3 separate regions of the Mus musculus genome follow, and regions 1 and 3 are each linked to region 2. A link is a contact called in public HiChIP or PLAC-seq data. All regions are on one chromosome and are shown on one strand. Each heading gives the region's core, a stretch centred on a gene start, on an enhancer-like site or on the middle of the called end of the contact. The rest is flanking DNA. Distances are from core to core; before and after follow the strand shown.

Evidence for each region. HiChIP or PLAC-seq counts read pairs in DNA pulled down with a chosen protein or histone mark.
Region 1: an H3K4me3 HiChIP or PLAC-seq map of bone marrow-derived macrophages shows a contact between it and region 2, with 4 times the contacts expected there. The contact joins the promoter of 4930556M19Rik here to the enhancer-like site in region 2. A contact is called at or near these places in 8 of 39 promoter capture datasets (the 3T3-L1 cell line, 3T3-L1-derived adipocytes, cranial neural crest and 3 more), 2 of 15 datasets of contacts at CTCF or cohesin (both in the NIH/3T3 cell line), 19 of 484 Hi-C or Micro-C datasets (the AML12 cell line, the C2C12 cell line, bone marrow-derived macrophages and 6 more), 18 of 115 datasets of contacts at active chromatin or transcription factors (the NIH/3T3 cell line, bone marrow-derived macrophages, cardiomyocytes and 12 more) and 2 of 9 other capture datasets (adipose tissue and macrophages).
Region 3: an HNF4G HiChIP or PLAC-seq map of pancreatic cancer cells shows a contact between it and region 2. The contact joins two enhancer-like sites. A contact is called at or near these places in 1 of 15 datasets of contacts at CTCF or cohesin (the NIH/3T3 cell line), 1 of 484 Hi-C or Micro-C datasets (bone marrow-derived macrophages) and 2 of 115 datasets of contacts at active chromatin or transcription factors (embryonic stem cells and pancreatic cancer cells).

The regions. Positions count from the first base shown.
Region 1 is chr15:10,712,715-10,716,319 of GRCm38.p6, reverse strand. It overlaps 4930556M19Rik (RIKEN cDNA 4930556M19 gene), which reads right to left and starts at 1,484. Exons shown (of 7, transcript NR_045063.1): 1 at 1,340-1,484. It overlaps Rai14 (retinoic acid induced 14), which reads left to right and starts at 1,689. Exons shown (of 18, transcript NM_001166408.1): 1 at 1,689-1,797.
Region 2 is chr15:10,888,536-10,892,180 of GRCm38.p6, reverse strand. No RefSeq gene overlaps it. Among named protein-coding and RNA genes, the nearest start is that of Gm19276, 61 kb to the right of the region's middle. Within about 2 kb of position 1,705, at least 127 of the 459 cell types and tissues checked have an H3K27ac peak or open chromatin away from gene starts, as enhancers often do. A contact at or near this core is called in the AML12 cell line, the C2C12 cell line, the NIH/3T3 cell line and 11 more, where this site is marked.
Region 3 is chr15:10,684,730-10,688,313 of GRCm38.p6, reverse strand. All of the region lies in intron 2 of Rai14 (retinoic acid induced 14), which reads left to right. Among named protein-coding and RNA genes, the nearest start is that of Gm52214, 23 kb to the left of the region's middle. Within about 2 kb of position 1,688, at least 51 of the 459 cell types and tissues checked have an H3K27ac peak or open chromatin away from gene starts, as enhancers often do. A contact at or near this core is called in pancreatic cancer cells, where this site is marked.

The sequences.
Region 1 (3,605 bases), core at 235-2,734, 180 kb after region 2:
GGTGATGAAAGGCTGGTTAGAGAGACACTTGTTGAATAGTTTAACTACAGTTTGTCGTCGGTTTCCTAAACAATATGCACACACTGGCATTTCCAAAGGAGCCTTTGACAGGCTGTACCACCCTCCCAGCTGCCTCTGATTCAACAAAAAGCAGATCCACAGGTGGTTACCTTTCCTCCAGCTGGAGGATCGGTAGAAGGTACTTAAATACTCTGTTGGTAACTGATTAAAGAACCCAAGATCAAAACCCGGTTAGAAGAAATGGCCCACACTACACAGGGTGCTGTCAATTGTTTCTTTTAGTGTGGTTTTTAGTTCCACATCACATGTGTAAAAGTGTGTATCTTGCTTTGAATTGGCTCCCCACTCCCACTCCCCTGCCCCGCCCCCCCCCCCCAGGGATTCTTTTTGATGTATGGTACTTAGGAAGTAAAGACTATTGAGCTAAAGATGAAGCTTTTGTTTTCTAGTTGGCAAGTTCGCTTGTGAAAGCTAAGGCAAGGTGTTCTCTTAGGGAAAGGAGTGAAGGGGTGGGGTAAAAAAAAACAAACAAACAAAAAAAAACAAACCACCCGATCCGATGGTAACACACAAAGTCAAGATACTGTACACTGATTGCTGTTAGGGTGACTCTCACTTCTGTTGGAACTGGTTGTTTTTCCTCCTTACTTCAGTGGACTTACAGGCGATCCTAGCAAAAATAGCTAGGATCTGCTTACTCTAGAAACCTTTCTGTGCGAAAGACACAACACCAACCAGGAGTCCCATGGAGCTTTGGTGAGTCAAACTTTTTACGATCTAGCTGGCTAGTGGGACTAAAATCCCTGCTTAAATTAGGGGAATAATAGTGAGATTTCAAACCCTCAGAATTAATGGAAGGGTCGATTCGGTTCAGAGGTCCGGTCCTGGTGGTCTGGGGGAGGGAAGCTTTACCGGATCTCAGGACTTCCAAACTCAAGACACCCCGCTGAGGGCGCTCCTGCCCCTATCTAGCCGGCCAGTCCAGGCTGTAGATAGTCTCCCAAGCCCTGAGCAGAACACAACTAAGTTTTGTCTTACACCTGAGGAGTGTTAGGAAACAGTCGCTCCAACCAACTGGTTTAGCCCAGAAAATGTAAGTACATTCTGGTTTACTTTCTTTTCGTTCACACTGGAAATGGAACCGATCTCAGTCTGGTTCAGAGGGGGCTTGGGTCGGTGACTCGGCTTTTCCTAAGACTACAGATAACTTTGGAAACTGACCAGAAACAAGTACTTTTTCCGAGCCCTTATCCTACCCCAGCGGTGGAACCCGCATACCGCGGATCTCACTAACTTCAAGTTAAGGTGTGAGACAGACCCACGCAGAAGGATTCCCACGATCCGCAGAAACGCAAGCGTGGACGTCCGGGACGCGCCGCGGGCCGGGGCGTGGGCGGTCGCAGAGCACCTCCCGCAGGTCCAGGGAGCAGCTCCGGGGCCAGGTCACCTGACTCCCGGAATTTGGGGCCGCGCGGAGTGGGAGTGGCTAGCAACTCCCTCCTGGAGCCCACGGGATCCAGGTCGGGGGCCGGCGCCCGGCGGCCACGTGGTGGTGCTGCCGTTGCCCCCGCCCTGCCGGCGGAGCCCCGGAGCTGAGCGCCCACTGACCCCGCGTCGGGAGGAGGAGGAGAAGGAGGAGGAGGAGGAGGAGGAGGAGGAGGAGGGACCCAGCGCAGGAAGCCGAGCAGGAAGCGAGCCCGGCAGCCGCACTTTCCTGGGGAAGCGGCGGGCGGGACGGCCAGCGGGGCCAGGAGCTGAGGCCGCCGCTTGGATGGGGTGAGTGGCGGCGGCGAGGCTGGGGTGCGGGCTCTGGACTCGGTCCCCGCCTTTGTGTCTGGGGCTGCGCAGAGCTCCGGGCGCCGAGAGGAGCGGGCGGGAGTTTTGGTCTGGACAGAGCTTTGGCCGCTCACTGACCACGGAAGACAGTTGGAAGGGGGGGTGGGGTGGAGGAACGGGAGGATAGTGGGGATCTGGCAGAAAGAGAGAGAGGTGCGACCTAGTTTGGAAAGGGGGTTCGCCTCCTCTGGCGGTCTGGTGCGGGACAGTGGCGCGGGGTGTCTGCGGAGGGAGCGCGGGTGGGAATGAATGACCGGACCCGAGAGGACGCTGTGGCTGCGCCCCCGGGGCAGCCCGTCCCACTTTCGTGCCCTGCCCCGGGTCCGGTGCCCCAGTCCTTGCTCCCTGGCTCGACCCACCTCTTGACTGAACTTGGAAAAGCCGGAGACGGGAGGTGGGAGCGAGAGACGCCCGGTGGCTCTGGAGACCCACAGTCCGCTATTGTTCCTTTACGGACTCAAGGGAGCTGGTGAGCTGTCTGGAGGGCGCAGGCGAGACCACCCTGGGCCTGCCACTACCCCTTACCCCCAACTCTCCTTGTCATTTTCCCCCACCACAGCTCCTAGGAGGGCAGGGAGGAGGATGCTGGAGTTGGGAAACATTCCAAGCTGCTGGGCTTAGGTCGGCATCCTTCGCGACCCGTCCGGGAGGGCAAGCATCCATCCTTCTTTCAACTCTCGCCTACTGTCTTGGGCCAGTTTGTGTCGCCAGTTTAGGTTCTGCAGTTTCCAGTAGTTTTTCATTTTGGATTTCACATTTCCTTTGGTGGAGGGGGGTTAAGTATGGAAAGGCAACAGATGGGGAGATTAAAGCAGATGGAGCCCACTGTGACTTAAAGAGGCAGGGGTGACCTCACAGAGGCCTGAGCTTTATATAAAGCCAGGCTTTCTTTTCTAAGGAGCCCAGCTCAGCTCAACTTTACGTCGTTACCAAGTATGCAGATGCAAGGCCACTCACTTCGTACCTGCTCCTTCCCTTCACTCTGAACTCTGGTGATTTGAATGCTATCGGCTTTAGGAAGAATAGCGCAGAGCAGAGCTGCCTGGGACTAGAAGACTGCTTATTGTCTGGGGTATGAGATCTCAAGGTTGTGAAGGCTGGCCTAGAGAAGAACAAGGTTTGTCCCTTTAGCGGATCTAGCGTTTGCTCTTTTAGCGAGAACTTGCATCTCCTATGGGTTTGAACGGAATTGGAAAAAAGCCTGTGAATCCCAGGGAGGTTGGACTTCGCTTTGTCCCACCAGTGCTGGGCCCTTGCTTACACGTGAGAAAGCGAGTCGTTTTGTTTTGTTTTTGACTGATGGGTTTAATTTTTAACTGTTAATGATAACTTACTATCGGAGTCTTTTCTCCCTTAGGCTTATAAGACAGCCAATTTTATCAGAAGAAATCCCATTCTTGTTGACTAAGTACTGGGAGAGACATCCTGTGCGGGGCTGTCAGTTTTTTCTCCAACTGTGGAGATGCTTCGTGAATGAATTTATTGTATTATTTACATTTGCATCCTTAGATGTGTTTTTATGACTTTAAAGGGCAGTGTAGGAGTTCATACATAGCCCAGTTCAAAGATCTTTGTGCTGTCATAGTAAAACTGACTAAGAATGGGCTCCCCAGTCACTGGGGATTCGGTGAAAAAGTAATATAGTGGCCCCTAACGTTTACTGTCTCCAGACTCCCACTTCTTAACGTGTGTAAGCAGAAGGTACAAACACTGCCTCCCTTGTTTTTGTTTGCTCTGTGTGTGTGTGT
Region 2 (3,645 bases), core at 456-2,955:
GGAGACAAGACAGTATGTCTAATTTATTGAAAGGCAACTATGGGTGTGTAAGTACAAGCTGGGGAGTGCAGCTGGAGACACTTAATCACAAGTCCAGGATGTGTCTGAGAAAAACAGGATGTTATCAGAGTGTGTTTAGCTGTGGTGGGCTGCTTGCAAAAACATCATGCTAGGAAAACAAGTCTCTCATTAGGGTGGGAAAGTACCAACCTGTAAGTAAATAGCTCAAGATGGCTGCAGAGATGATAGCCATTTTCTACTAAGAGTTGGCTCCCAACAATGGAACCTGTGAACCTGGAGCATAGCAATTTAGCTAGACTGAGTAGCCAGTGAGCTCCAGGAAGCCACCTGTCCCTGCTTCCCCAGCACTGAGATTACAGGCATATGTGTCCAGCTTTTATTTAGAGTGGATGCTGAACATCAGAACTCAGATTCTCCAGTTTAAATCACAAGCATTTTATTGTCTGAGCTATCTCCTCATTCCAAGTGAACCAACTGGTCTCAAGAGCCCCAGCTGCACCTAGAGCTCCAAGTAGAAAGGGGTTTGGCTGAGCTTGCTAAGTCTCTGGTCTTCCCTTACTACCGTGGCAATGACTCCTAGATATTCAATGTTTTTTTAAAAAAAAAAAAACTTTGCAAACTACAGAGAGGATGAGATGAATATGTAGGGTTAAGACCTTTCTTTACTTCATGGCTTCTTTGGAAGAGGAGTTGCTGAGGCTGAAGAACCCCAAGAAAAATCTATAAACTTTGAAAAGTTTGTTCCAGTTCATTTTCCTCACGGCAATGGAAGGGCGTGCCGATAGCAGATAGGTATTTGACAGGCACGGTTGCTTTTAGCCAAGCCTGGTCCCAGGGGCAGCAAGCCAGGCCAGCTCCTCTCGTAAGGTAGGGCCTCCACCCAGAGAAAAGGATCTTGCTGATGAGAACTGGGATAACCAGAGAAAACAAATGGAGAGCCAGTCCCCAGAGCAGGCTGCTTGGCTCTGGGTGCTCTCAGGAGAAGCAGTCAGAGTGACCACCAACCCTTTTGGACAGTGAAGAGCCACACACTGGTGGCATCTCTGTCACAGCAAATCTTTCTAACTCCTGCTCCCTGCCTCCTCTCTCCAGCTAATGGCTTATTTCTCACAACCCAACTTCAGTGAGTCAGGAATTCTCATTCATGAGTAGGCTAATAGCAAATAGCTTTGAAGATGCCAGTGTAGGATTCTCCTAACTATCCTAGAAGAGCCTCCTAGGAAACTGTTCCTTCATGCGATACTCTGCACCAAGTTCTATGCTTTCAGAAGGAAAATGGTCCTGGTCCCTTGTCAGCAAAGTTTTACAGGGAGTGTGGAGGTGTTTTCAGTGGTACTAGATGGAGAGGTAGAGCTGGAACCCACAGTGGGACGTGCCTGGGGAGAGACTGACAGGATGTGTCCCTCTGGGAGCTGGTTCTGGAGGCAACGGTTGTTTCTTTTCCAAGAAGTTTCAGACTCATTCATAGACCACCGTGAACTTACAAAGGAACTGTTAATAAAGCGACTTCCAGCTAGGCTGCAGCAGGAAAGGGCAAATGCAGAGGCCATTTGCCAAACAGAAAGAGAAAAACAAGTGATGCCCAGCAGACAAGACTTTGGACTTCAGTCTGTTGACTGGAGTCCCAGAGGCCACAGGAAATGGTTCAGAGCTCGGCATAACCTCTACAGGCAGTGAATGGCAGGCCCTGGAAGCCAGCCAGGATGACTAAAGCCTGCTTTACTCCAGCTTTTAACGAGTCCTCTGAGACACAGTGCTGGACAAAATCTCGCAGAACAGCCTGTTGCCTGATGCAAGTCCCCACGGGGTAACTTGGATGTGGTTTTATGCAATTTAAAAGCCTGACTTAGGGCTTGAGAGATGGCTCAGGAATGAGAGTATATAGTGTTCTTGCAGGGAGTCTGTGCTCAGCTCCTAACATCCACATCAGGCAGCTCACAACTGCCTGAAAGTCCAGCTCCAGGGGATCCAACACCCTGTTCATGGGCACCTGCTCTCAATGCACACATCCATGCGTAGATATACACGTGTGCATTCACGTGCATACATGCACACGCTCACATACTGTATATATATATGCATATTTTACATATCAAAGCAGACCTGGCCTCCAGGTTCTCCCAGTGTCCCTCAGTCCCCCAACCCTGAACTTTCCAGCCCAGCTCCTCACTCTGTTTCTCCTTTCCTTCTCTCTCTGTGTCACACCCTTTCTTTCTCTTCCCCCTCCCCCCACCCCTTCTCTCTCCCCATGGTGACTTCCCTGGCCTCAGTCCTTAGGGCCACTGAACTCACCCGAGAGCAGCTTCCCAATAAACCTACATTTAATATCATCTAATCTGGTTTGAATTGGCTCATTTCACCAGCAGAGAAATAATTTATAAGTTAGCACCAAATCCCCCATGACAAGGCAAACGACCAACATGGACAGCACCCAGAATCTTCCCAGCCTACAAACATGTAATTACTTCCCCTCAGAGTACTTCCAGGTCGCAGCCCACCTATACAGTGGAAATGTGGCTGTGTAGAACCAAGGTTTGTGCTCCCAACACTCGGGAGTCTCCAGGTTTAATGAGGTATTCTGCCCCCCACAACCTCCATGATAGCTTTTTGCCTGAGAAGTCTGATTCCTGGTCCCTAGTCACAACTCAGGGATGATAGTGGTACATGGATCCTACTACACCACATTCCTGATCCCTCCTTTGTTCCTCTCAACTTAGATTTTGTTCTGGACGTCCCTGAACACCTGAATCACTTGAACACCTCCTAGCCTAGCCTACTAGCCAGAGATAGCCACATATACCATCTTTGCCAATGGACAGCAGGAGAAATCCACTTCCACCTCTGGGAAGCATTTTGCATAAACCTGGGTCCTTAGCCACCTTTCCTCCTTTCTACTCTACAAGGGCCAAGATGTCTATAGCCCCAAGGACATTAGGCCACTATGATGTGACAAGTAGATTCCATGAGCAGCTGGCTCCAGCATATGCCAGCAGCTGCCTACCACTAGGCTTCTGACTATGAGGAGAAAAACCCTTCTTTACCTCAGCTATTTCTCCTAGTGGGGATTCTGTTTCTTGCATTCTTGTTCTAAGTAAAGACTCAATCTGTTGTCTGTATCCTGAGGATGAGGAAACCTTAGAGCTACAAAAAATATCAAAGACAAATCAGGGCAACAAGTAAATGACAGAATTTAGCCCAGTACCCAGTGCTCTTTCCCACTACTGTAGAACAGAAGTAATAGCAAGCCTTCTGAGATGTCTTTATATAGTCTTTCCTTGGTATTACACTTGCCCATCCTAGAACTGCCCGTTGCTTGGACCCATTCAAGACTCTTAAGATGGGAGTCAGATGATTAAATCCTCTTCCAGTCAGCAGAGTCCAAATCAATGCACAGACTACCTGAGAAAACCAAGGCACACTCAATCACACACACACACACACACACACACACACACACACACACACACACACACCTCATATATTTGGCTTCACCAAGACAAGGTCTCCTATGACGACTTGAACCTTCTGGCTCTGGAAAGAGAGATGGGGTGGAGAAAACATGGGAGCTAAACTGGGTAGTTAGTAGGCTAGGAAGCCGAGTCCAGCTCGAGATCTGCCGGCTAA
Region 3 (3,584 bases), core at 439-2,938, 200 kb after region 2:
GTGCAACTCATGCAACTGTACGCCACCGGGCCCCTGAGGTGTCCTTGCCACCAGCCTCATGGGATAGGTCTCCCTGGTTTTTCAGATTAAAGAACTGAGGTCCCGGAGACGTGCAGCCATTTCTACGTTGTGGAACCAGTTTTTGCAGCGAGGTGTTGGAAGTCTAGGTTTCCTGAAGAAAGGGGCTTGGGATGGAGATTTTGGTTTATGAGATGGTAGTGACTCTGAACTGGGATTGAGGCTTGGTAGACATGCTGTTTATTGGAGGCCTGACACACATCTCCGGGGCCTGATGCTTAGATGCTAGTTGGTCTGTACTTCTTTATTCTGCTAAGGAACTTACAGATTATAAAGACGAAAGATGCAGGGAGCCTCTGAAGAAGGGACCTGGGAGAGGTCGCTTTTACGAGCATGCCTTTCACTTGTATTTGGTACCTGCCATATGTATCACTGGTTGCGTATTGACCAGAAAACAGGTTTACCAACGATGGTGTTCATTTAAATGAGCCCAACTGTAATCTTTACTGAAGCTTGCGTGCGTGTGGTGTCTGAGTGTCCTGCGGCCTCAGACGCCCCACGGTCCTGCTTGTCTTTGTGTGAAACAGAAAGGGAAGAAAGAGTTCATTGTGTTTCCAAGGGTAGGGAGCCCAGGATGGCAGATCAGGTTCAGGATTACATAAAGAGAAGACAGGTGACCCACTAATGTGATCGCGTTTCAGCCAGGCTGTGCTGTGCGTGGGAGGGCTGCAGCCAGGTCACCTTGTGGCTATTGAGAAGTCTCTGGAGTAAGCAAGGAGGGTGATGGTGCCCTCAAGGAGTTCTCCATGGGTGGCCTTCAGGCGGCTGTGCTACTCCAGGACCTTTGTGCAGGTGGAGGTTCAGTCAGGGTGGTGCTTTCTGGAAGCTGCTTCAGTTTGGGTCCCTGACTAGGGCAGGCTTATTTGTAAGCTCTGGGGATTCAGTATGACGCTGTAGGCTGTGGTTAGACAGACTCCTACCTATACTTGGGATGCTATACTCTATGGAGGCCAAGGCGGTGCTTTTGTAGTAGAAGCTATTTTTCAGTGTGTAGTAGTAACTTCATTTGGGACTTCCTTACACATGAGCAAGTCACTAGAGAGGCAGACACACAAGTAATGCAAACTGTAGAGGTTTTTTTTTTTTTACAGGGGGGAGGGTTGTTTGTTTTGTTTTTGTCTGAAAACAAGAGTGTGATGGTACAAACCTGGCCAACACAAGGAAAGTGGAAGCAAGAGGACTGGGAGTTGAAGGCCAGCCTTGGCTGTGATAAACCTAGGACTGGGGAGTTCAAGGCTAGCCTTGGCTATGCCGGGAATCTGTCTCCCACATCCCCAACCCCCACTCCAAGAAGCTGACGAGCCTAGGGAGGAAGAGAGTGGTCAACATGAGCCTCAAATACTCAGGACAAAGCAAACATAGAGCACGGATGCCAAATGGGCCTTCGAGGTGAGTCTAGCTGGCTCTGCCAGAAAACCAGGGCTAGCTGTGGGGACTGACTCTCAGGCTGGGAAGCCTGGTGGCAGATGCTCTGGGACACTGTGAGTCGGAGAGTTTTGGGAGCTCTGGAAAGGTGGCATTTCAACCAAGGGGATTGGCATGTGTGGAAATGATGAAGCTGGGGCTGTGGGGGAGCCGAGGCTCAGCATGTGGGATCTTAACATTTGCCCTTGACAGTAGACACAGTAAGGCTGGAGGAACCCGGACAAGCATCCCAACTTGGGGTGTGGCTATGAGGATGGGACATGGGATTGAAAGACCTTTGGAACAAGCCTTGAGAAGTGGCCGAGTGAGTTAGCCCTTACTCTGTGGGTGTGCGTTTGCTTTTGTGAAAGTTTTATTCCCAGGTATGTGTTCTGTTAGACTTAGGAACTCGCAGCGGACATAGCGTGGAGAAAAATCAGAGCAGCCAGTTTAAAGGGACTGCATTGGAAAAGACTAAGTAGATGGCATACCTTGATGTAGCAGCTCCCGGAGACTGCAGCCTTGAGCCAAGGAAATGCCCACACCCCCTGAATCTTGAGGAACCAGACATATCCTGCTCAGTCAGGATCCGAATCTGTTGCCTGTTGAGATAATGGTTCACATGAAGGTCGAAAACTGACATCGCTGCCAAGGTGTTTTTTTTTTTTTTTCCCAAGGAGTTTTTAGTCATTTATAATAAGTCCTTACAGATGCCTGAGTCATTCATTGTATGAACGTGTGCACACGCCGGGAGTATTTAAAACTGCACTCTGTAGCTATACAGGCCTTGGCCAGTCTCAAGCTAATCTCTTTGTAGACATGTAGCTTTAAAAGGTATGAGAGAAGAGACCGTTGGGTGGAGACAGGAGACCCGAGAGGACTTGGGTAGGCTCTTCTCAGGCTGCATACTTTCCAGGTCTTGTCAGCCCTTTTGAAACAGAGAATCGGCTTGCTGCCTGATCTCACCTTGTGTTAATTGGCCAGGTGCCATAACAAGGCGCTACAAGCTGGGTGGCCTAAACAACAGGAATTTATTGTCTCTTGGGTCCAGAGGCTGGAACTGTGGTAGGGCTGGTGTGCAGAGGCCTGTGTGGGAGAGCCTGTTGCATGCCTCTCCAGGATTCTAGGTGTTTACTGGGAACTTGGGCTTGTGGCCATGTTACCCCAATTCTAGACTTCGTCTTTGCTTTATTTTCTCTCTGTGTGCATGTATGTGTCCACATTCCTAGGTTTTATAAGGATACATATTAGATTAGGGCCAGTTGTATTGGATTAGGGCCAATTCCATTGACCTCATTTTAAACTACAATAACATGTAGGCTTTCTTTTCCTTCTTTTTTTCCTTAAATCTACCTCTTAATCTAAGTAAGATAACATTGTGATGTGGAGGTTTTAGCACGTCTACATAAATATTCTGGACATTACACCATTCAACCTGTAATGCATTTCTGTTCTAGAATAGGTTTTCTAAGCTCCTGCCTTTTCCCACTGAGTACATGCAGTTAAGAGGCCTCATCCCTTCATCTTGTGGATGACGCTCAGTGTCTCAGAAGGAGGGAAGGGCATGACAGTATTCCCGTGAGTGTTCCAGCCTAATGCACAGAAATGAGAGTAAATATTTCTTTTAAAATGTTATGTGTGTGTGTGTGTGTGTGTGTGTGTGTGTGTGTGTGTGTGTGTGTGTGAATAGAGAGTTGGATGCCTTAGGGCTGGAGTGTGGTTGTAAGCAACCTGATGTCTGCGCTGGGAATTGAACTTGGATCCCACAGAAAGCATTCTTTACCTTCCTTTGAGCCCTCACTGCTGCCCCCACATTTAAAAAAATTTTATCCTCCGTGTGTGTGTGTGTGTGTGTGTGTATGTGTGTGTGTGTGTGTGTGTGTGTGTGTACGTACATACATGCTCACACCCACACATGTGAAGACTAGGACATTAAGTGTCTACACCTTATTTATTCATTTTTGAGACAGGGTTTCCCACTAAACCCAGAGTGTGCCTGATTGATGAGGTTGATTGACCAGCGAGCTCCCAAACTCCTCCTGTGTTCCCCATATTCCCGTGCTGGGGTTATTCATGCATAATGCTGTGTCTGGATTTTACGT